Regions from separate parts of the Mus musculus genome. Here regions 2 and 3 are each linked to region 1. Evidence: chromatin contacts called from public Hi-C and HiChIP or PLAC-seq data. All regions are on one chromosome and are shown on one strand. The core of a region is the stretch at or near the end of the contact, and the rest is flanking DNA. Distances in the headings are between cores, read along the strand shown. Region 1 holds the start of Nbas (neuroblastoma amplified sequence). Region 2 has its middle 9.2 kb from the start of 4921511I17Rik. Region 3 overlaps Cyria (CYFIP related Rac1 interactor A).

Region 1 (2,700 bases), core at 129-2,628:
CAATTTGGCACAGTGGAGGGATATAAAGTTGATCCCAGGCAGAGCTTATAGGGCAACAGCTGTAGGAAACAGATGTAGAAATCAATAAAGAAGGCAGATAAGAAAAGGCAGAGGACAACGAGATTTCAATATAAGTTGACTCCGTGTTGTTTTTTTAATCAACGTATAGTGCTAAGCATTGAGACAGTATTACAGACATTTCTGAAATGCTAGATATCTTTATCCAACTTAAAGGCGGCAGCAGCCTCTCAATTTCATCATCTACAAAATGTCCACGTCACTCACTAGAAACCGAAACGAATAACAATATATGCAGCTTTTTGCCATTACAAGACCTAATTGAAGACAAGCAGAATAAATACTCAGAAGACAAGGTAAAGGAGCTCACTGGGCCAGATTTAAGAGTCTTCCTAGCCATGCTGCTTCCCCAGGGCCTAACACACGGGCATGCCAGGCACTTGATACCATGTATGTCAAGTAAATGGGCCTTGGGCTCCTGCTTTCACCCTATGACCCGAAGGCTTTCCCTAGGAAACTAGTAACTCCAGGGTCCATAAGTTGGCAAACACCACAACTTTGTCTCCAGCAGAATTGGAGAACCGCTGCTTCTTTCTCTCCACTCCCTTGGCATTCTACTCAGCCAGCACTTCGGGCTTGGTAATGAGAAACGTTCACTGGATTGGCTATCTCTCCTCCACACTGCAAGTTCCATGAAAACACTGTCTCTGAATGCCCAGCAGCCTGCACCATATCTGGGGTCCGAGTGTGTGTGTGTGTGTGTGTGTGTGTGTGTGTGTGTATCACACACACACACTGAGAGAGACAGAGACAGAGAGAGACAGAGACAGAGAGAGACAGAGACAGACAGACACACACACACACTAGTAAATGCGTATTACTGAGACTTTTAAAGGACGATAGAGTCCTGCGAAATTCTCCCGCCACAGGTAACAAGATTACAAGGCAAGTCCGGATATGACAAGGACCTAGGGAAGAAGAGTGACACTGACCTGCCGAGAGGGTGACAGCCTGAGTGGGGATACACAGCCGAATTCGGAGCCAAGGCTGACTACAGACACCCTTCAGCGAGCCCTGGACCCGGCAGCCCCGCCGTTGCCAGGAGACAACACAGCTGCTATCCCCGCTCCACTTGCACTGCGTGGCACCGCGACGTGGCTTTACACGCCCCGCGCCCGCGCCCGCGCCATGCCTACAGCCTTAAAAAGAGAGCCCGGCTCACCTGCACTTCTGTCTCAGGTGGCCATTCGGTATTGACCAGCAAGTCATAGAGAATCGTCTCCTCCTCGTCCGCAGAGCCGGGACTCAAAGCCGGCGCTGACTCGGGGGCCGCCATGTTGGCCGGGAACAGAGTGGTGGAGGGAGGGGCACTACGGCGACTCGCGCGGGTCATACTTTCCTGGACGCGGCCGCTGGTGATTGGCAGAGTGAAATGAATTAAGTGCGGAAAGGGAATGCTAAAAATGACAGAAAGGGAATGCTAAACTTGACAGATCTGTGGGTCTAAGAATGGCCTTGTCTTGTATGAGATATGTCTTGGACCCTGGTCCACTTTTTGTTCATTTGTGCCTGAAATGAGTCAAGTCACTGAACTTTTCTTACCCAGTCAGCGTCTACGAAGCTGCAAGAACCTCCCAGAGTGCTGGTGTTCATGTACAGATTCTTCTGCAAACACAGAACGTGTTCGGAGAGTGGACTTTAAATGTACCAAGGGGTTATTCAGTTCACAGGAAGGGTGCTTTAGGCACCTAGAAAAAAACAGTGAGGCTGATGAAGACACCCTGTAACAAGGAGAGCTTGTCAGCTGTGTAAGAGAGGATGTCCTAAAAATCACCATACAACATGGACTAGCCTCAGACCCAGTCCTCCTGCCTCAGACCCAGTCCTCCTGCCTGAGCCTCCCCAGTGCTCAGAGTACAGAGATGTGCCATCAGGCCCAGCCCTGGGCCTTCAACTATAGGTAGAAATTGGGTTCACTGGAAGTCAGGAGAGAATATATCAGTTAGGAGGTGCACAAGACATAGGAAGATTACGTTGCTATAACAGACAGGGTGAATAGAGAGGCCAAGCTGAGAAAGGGTGTGGAGGACGATAAAGATAGGGCAGCTTGAGGATTCCCTAGAGGGGAAACTTACCTCATTTGCTTGCTCGTTTATTCATTCATTCATTCATTCATTCATTCATTCAGCATATGCCTGTCTTTGCAAGGCCCTTTAGTGTAAGCAGAGCCAATTACGACCAAGACGACCACATTGTTGTTGAGTTGAAAAGAAGTGAAAATTCACAAGATACCTTTCAGAAATTATCCTGTAGAATAACCAACTTAGTGCATTAGGCAATGGTATAATAAAATGCACAACTGGAGCGTGTCTAATTGTTCCCATGTCTCTCCAAGTTCATCTGCACCTTGTACTCTCACAGCTAAACTTTTGCCACACACACACACACACACACACCATTCAACTTTGCTGTTTCTAAGACAACAGACACACATAAACATCAGGAGATCTGACACGGATGTTCTTTGTACACAGAGGTTGTACCTGATGTGGCTCTGCTATTGCTCTCTCATCTCCTTCCGGTTGTAGTTTAAATGCCACCTTCCCTCCGAACTCTTGTTCCTGTCTAAGTTCACACTCACTTTCTTCCCACTCCAGCTTCCCAGCCCTCCCCGTGCCTGCT
Region 2 (2,700 bases), core at 156-2,655, 870 kb after region 1:
GGCACTCTATCTGCGCCTTCTCTTGGAGCTTTTGCTCAGAGCCCAGGGACAGAAAGAACATGATTTCAGCCAGCCTTGTGGGAATCTGGGGAGACAGAACAGCAGAACTCAAGCTGAACACGCTCAGTCAGTAGATTTGCTCATGTTGCCCACAAACACGCTTTGGGAAGACGATGCCATGCCAACCCCGTCACTCCTTTCCAGAGACCTGGATCCATGCTAGATTCTCTTTCCCACTCCCCAGCCCCTTGCCAGCTAGTCAGTCACCACATACTCTGCATTACATTTTTGCCTATCATGTGAGCTCTCCCTGTAACTAGCTCCCTCTCTTAACCTCCTTCCCGGTCTTCTCATGCCTTCCCAGCCTTCCTGTCTCCACTCCAGTTGCCTCATTGTGGTCATGTTAGCCCTTCCTTTTCCAAACCTGTCAATCACACTAGATGCCCCTTCAGGTCAAGCCTGTTCAAGGCATTTGGAAGTCAGGTGTGCTCTGTGGCATAAGCCCATGAGAATTGCCCATACTCCCTCTTGGAGATCAAACCTGGCAGCATCCAGATGCAACAGTTTTCCTGACAATCTGTCTCTGTAACGTATCTCCTTTTGTACAAATATCATCCGTCCTTTATATACACCCAAATGATGCCTCTTTCAGGAAACTTTCCTGATCCAATAGTCTGGATCCTTTTCTCTATGTTACATATGACTTTTGTTGTGGAAATCTAGACAGAGCAGAAGTCATACATAAATCAGGCTTAGGTTTGAAACTTGATTAAGCTACAAAATGATCATGTGCTACTACAAAGTTCATACCTCTAACCCCAACATCTTCATATATGAAATGAAGGGTGACATATCTCCTCCGTTTGCTGTGAGGATCAGAGATAGTATGTGGAAAGCTATTACACAGTACATACAATACACACAGTAGGTCATTTATAAAGTACAGGATGGATGCAATTAACCATATCTATTATTATGACTATCTTCAAGTTGGTTGGATATTAGCCAATGTTCCTGTCTTCTGAGGCACAGAGCCGTAGCAGGGTCATGATCTCTGGAGGGTCATGAGTTGGACTGAATGTCCTGGTTATTTAGGGGAAACCTGTTCTGGGGAAGCTAAAGAGGTGCAGACTGGTCACAAAGAACAGAGGCTCTCATCAAAGAGCCAAAGCCCCTTCGAGGACAAGTCTGATCGGTTAAAACAAAAGGAAGGGCTTCCTTGACAACCCCGCTCTTCCCCTCCCCCACTCCTCTGTTCCTCTGGGCTGCTTTTGTGGCCACACATGTTTCCGATGAATCTACGTTCAAATGAATTTCAGCCGACAAATACTCGATACAGCTCTTTGGTGGGAGAGAATTCCATCAGAATGAGGTCATGGTTTGGCTACAGTAAAATTAAAAATAACCCAGAGCGTCCCCCCACCCCCACCCGGCTGCCCAACCTGGCATCAACCCAGGGCGGTGCATTTGGGAACCATTATCGGGTTTATCGGGGTAACGTATCGCAGAAAACCTGCTTCTGTTTATAGACCATTTTATTATTCCGTTTTGACATTTCCCTTTTTTCTTCAACCCCTTTCCCCCCTAAGCAAATATCTATTAGACTGAGTTGAAATACGATCCAAGCAAATGTACTCTTTTTCAACTTCGGGCTAAAGCAGGTCTGACTAGAAGCAGAAATGCTTAAGTGAAAAGTTATGATTTACTTGCTTTCTAAAAGGAAACAGTGTCAGAAGGAGAATTTTATGTGACAAGGGAACTTGTGCACGGGCTGGCAGCTGACTGAATTGTCCTGGGAAAAATATTACTGCCTAGGAGGCTGGTCTTGGCCTCGAGCGCCCCCTATGGTAAGTAGAAACACTGCACCGGAAAAACCGGATGGCGCAGAAGGTAAGATTGGGTAGAGTGTAGAGATTGTGTCTACTCTCACCCCTTATACTATGCTGTTAGGTAAACCGAGGGCCAGTGGTTTGTCTCTCAAGGCAACTTGTACAATAGCATAGAGTAAACTAGGGTGCACAGTGGCGCGTGGAAGACGGAGGCGTGGGGAACAACCTGACCACGTGATTCTAAGAGATTTTTATCTTATGCTGCTTTGAGCATAGACTCTAAAAATGGTGGCTCACGCCTTTAATCCCAGAATTTGGGAGGCAGAGACAGGCGGATTTCTGAGTTCGAGGCCAGCCTGGTCTACAGAGTGAGTTCCAGGACAGCCAGGGCTACACAGAGAAACCCTGTTTCAAAAAACCAAAACCCAAAAAAAAAAAAAAAAAAAAAAAAAAAAAAGATTATACTCACATAATTTCAGAAAGATTCAATGGAGAAACAGATGGCAGGGTAAACACTTGTCCCCCACTCCCTACGTGCGACCTACTGTTATAAGCATCACCTACCTTTAACTTAGCTGGTATTTAGAGTAATCCAGCTGGTGAACTAAGGGCAAGTTGATCTAAACTTTGAGCTTGTGTGTTATTTATGTTCTGTCACCAATACAAACAGCACCCAGTTGTGCAGTGAAAGGTGAGATCTAGGACCAGACCGATCTAGATAGAAACCCACCTTTCCATTGCTGCTTCCTTGTCTTTTTCTACAGTCCTCGCTTCTGCTGGAGTTGGGATATAGTGGGAGACTGAGGACTTTCAGGCGGCTTTCCTGGTCTTTCTGTCAGGCCTGGGGCAACTATTATATTGTAAAATGGAA
Region 3 (2,700 bases), core at 127-2,626, 970 kb after region 1:
CTCCTGAGCACTGGGATTGATGAGGTCACAGTGCTTGTGCAGCCGAACGTGAACACTGAAGATCTGAACATAGGTCTTCACACTTGTACAGCAAGCATGTCACACACTGAGACACGTTTCAGCTCCCCTTTAAAAGCAGAGTTCACACAGGGAGGTGATGCTTTCCACAGACTGCGGTTTTTGTAGCTTTTATGGTTTTACCATGAAGAGACTAAATTGGTAAAACAGTCCACTGCAGCTATGTGGCTGGGATGGTGCCCATGTTTCTTGTTATAAAAATATTGTTATGAAAGACTGTGAAACAGGGACACAGCAGTAGGTGGCCTCTGCTTTTTAGTGGCAACAATTCTCTCCCTCTCCCTCCCTCTCTCCCTCCCTATCTTGCAGAAGAATAGGGAAAGTTATGGACGTGTTCCTTGAGTACCAATTCTTAAAAAGATTTTCTGACCTGCCAGTGAATTTGACCAGACACCCTTCTACACAGAAAATGGGCGGAAAGAAGCCGTGCAAGTATCTAGCACCTAACATTTGCTAACCAAATCCTATCTGCCAGGCATACCATGTGAATTCTACACAGATGTTTCCCCAACTTGGCTTAAAACTGTCCTAACTAGGTACCATGAACTCCACTTGTCCAAGCAACCAAAACCATGAACTTTTTACAGCTACATCTGCTGAGGCATGAAGAAAGTGCACTGTAGAACAAAAGATGAGTCCAACCTGCACAGGGTTTCCTTGAACACACACACATGCAAACACACACACACACACACACACACACACACACACGCAAACACACATAAACACACACACACGTACACATACATTGCTATAAAATATTGTTATGAATGACTGTGAAACAGCGACACAGCAGTAAGTGGCCTCTGCTTTTTTACAGACACACATGCATACACACATATATATGCACATGCATACTCACACACAAGCAAGGAAAGAGGAGGAAGACTAACTGGGAAGAAGAGAAAAAGGAGTGTCACCAGTAGAGGGAGGGGTTAAGAGAAGGAAGCAAGTATGGTCAAAAGTTAAAATATGGAAAAGAAAGAGAAACAGGGCCGCACCTGACTCTCAGATCTTGGTGTCCATATCAACGGAATTACAGTTATTGGGGTGAAAAATCAAAAGTTGTCTATGTAGTCATTGTCTTCCTCAAATGTAGGACACAGTGCTTTGGAAGCTGCCTGTGTTCTAAAGACAGGGAGGAGTATTCTTACTAGGTTCTGTTTGGGACAGGGTGGAGGGGATTTTGAAAGCCAAGGGTGACTGCCCAGCTCCCTGCCTGCCTGCCTGCCTGCCCCAGGAGGCTGGACTCCTAGCCTCAGCTCTGAGCAGCTGCAGCCAGAGGGCACCACAGGAAATTATGATTATCAACGCTCTGGGCTCTGTTCCTGTTCTCAGACAGCGGGGGACATGCCAGGAGAGATGGGGTGGGGGCGGAGAAAGAGGAAGAAAAAAACAGGAAGTGAAGTGGGGGTAGGAAATGATAGAGAAAACAGCTACTTTGAAACGCCCTCTGTGAGAGAGTGTTTTCTGAGCAGACTTGTGGAGCTGGGACCTGTGTTTTTGGAAAATAGGGTGTGGTGTAAATGAGGAAGAGGGTCCTGTGGGTGGGTGCCCATAAATTTTATTTCCAGCACCACAGCCTGGCCTTTCCAACACAAAGCCGGGTGTAAATGCTAAAGAAAGTGAATTTCCAAAGGGTTGGAGGACAAGGCCATCTCCTCTTGGCAAAGCCTGAGAGATCAGGTGAGCCATGGAAGGTTCTAGAAACAAAAGAGAAGCTGTTGAGTCACCAGAGCTTTCCCATGTCACCACCATCTGTTTTCTCTCTCAGCCACTTTCAAATTACTAGTCGTTCAGAAGGCCTAAGTGAATCTCATTCACCCAACGTGGATGGGCTATCTTCATCCAGATAACCCAGAGGGTCTCCACGGCATGGCTAAGACCCTGCTAGGATGTCTCCTACCCATTTTGTTGACTTTGATACTCACAGAGGCCTCCAGAGCTTCCCCATGTCCAAATACACATCATTAAACATGACATCACCTGCTGATGGCTCAACCACCTCACAAAAATAGCTCTATTATATAGAGGAGGGTCAAGAGGCCCACTGCTCCCTGAGGGACTGTTGGTAGCTAATGGTTACTGCTGAACAACTGTCATCCAGTCACTACTGAGGTTGTTCATGATTCAATAAATGACACCCCCCTCGTGCTCTTTATAAAGAACCCTAATTCAAACCAGGTCTGTCTCTGAATCTCTCTGCCTGACTCTCTTTCTGTTCCTCTCTGTCTCTGTCTCTCTGTCTCTCTGCCTGTCTGTCTCTGTCTCTTTCTCACACACACACACACACACACACACACACACACACACACACACAGACTTAAGTTTTAGCATTTCTCTTTGTTCTCACACGGCACCATGACTGAGCAGAGAATGCAGAACCCTTAACAAACAAGGCGACATGTTCTACCACTCCTTGGTTTCTCCTAATTGGCTGTGCATCAGCAAAGCTAATAAAAAGTACAGTCCAGACTTAGAGAAGGCACTTCACTGGGAAGCTTGTGTCTCTGTGGCTTTTGTTGCCATCAACCTGGCTTGGATCCATTGGCTAGCATTTGGGTAACAAGGGGGACTGAGTGCTCTCATTATGGCCCCATCGCCTCTTTTTTTCCCTAGATA

The links. A called contact is a pair of places that touch in the nucleus more often than the background predicts. HiChIP or PLAC-seq counts read pairs in DNA pulled down with a chosen protein or histone mark.
Region 2: an H3K4me3 HiChIP or PLAC-seq map of craniofacial prominence shows a contact between it and region 1, with 6 times the contacts expected there. The contact joins the enhancer-like site here to the promoter of Nbas in region 1. A contact is called at or near these places in 4 of 39 promoter capture datasets (embryonic stem cells, liver and pre-B cells), 1 of 115 datasets of contacts at active chromatin or transcription factors (craniofacial prominence) and 2 of 9 other capture datasets (adipose tissue and macrophages).
Region 3: a contact with region 1 is called in a Hi-C map of B cells, with 6 read pairs. The contact joins the enhancer-like site here to the promoter of Nbas in region 1. A contact is called at or near these places in 3 of 39 promoter capture datasets (cranial neural crest, maxillary cranial neural crest and pre-B cells), 1 of 484 Hi-C or Micro-C datasets (B cells) and 3 of 115 datasets of contacts at active chromatin or transcription factors (astrocytes, embryonic stem cells and large pre-B cells).

What each region holds. Positions count from the first base shown.
Region 1 is chr12:13,267,805-13,270,504 of GRCm38.p6, reverse strand. It overlaps Nbas (neuroblastoma amplified sequence), which reads right to left and starts at 1,378. Exons shown (of 52, transcript NM_027706.1): 1 at 1,241-1,378. The coding sequence starts at 1,354.
Region 2 is chr12:12,400,351-12,403,050 of GRCm38.p6, reverse strand. No RefSeq gene overlaps it. Among named protein-coding and RNA genes, the nearest start is that of 4921511I17Rik, 9.2 kb to the right of the region's middle. Within about 2 kb of position 1,405, at least 31 of the 459 cell types and tissues checked have an H3K27ac peak or open chromatin away from gene starts, as enhancers often do. A contact at or near this core is called in craniofacial prominence, where this site is marked.
Region 3 is chr12:12,300,772-12,303,471 of GRCm38.p6, reverse strand. All of the region lies in intron 1 of Cyria (CYFIP related Rac1 interactor A), which reads right to left. Among named protein-coding and RNA genes, the nearest start is that of Gm34407, 13 kb to the right of the region's middle. Within about 2 kb of position 1,376, at least 114 of the 459 cell types and tissues checked have an H3K27ac peak or open chromatin away from gene starts, as enhancers often do. A contact at or near this core is called in B cells and pre-B cells, where this site is marked.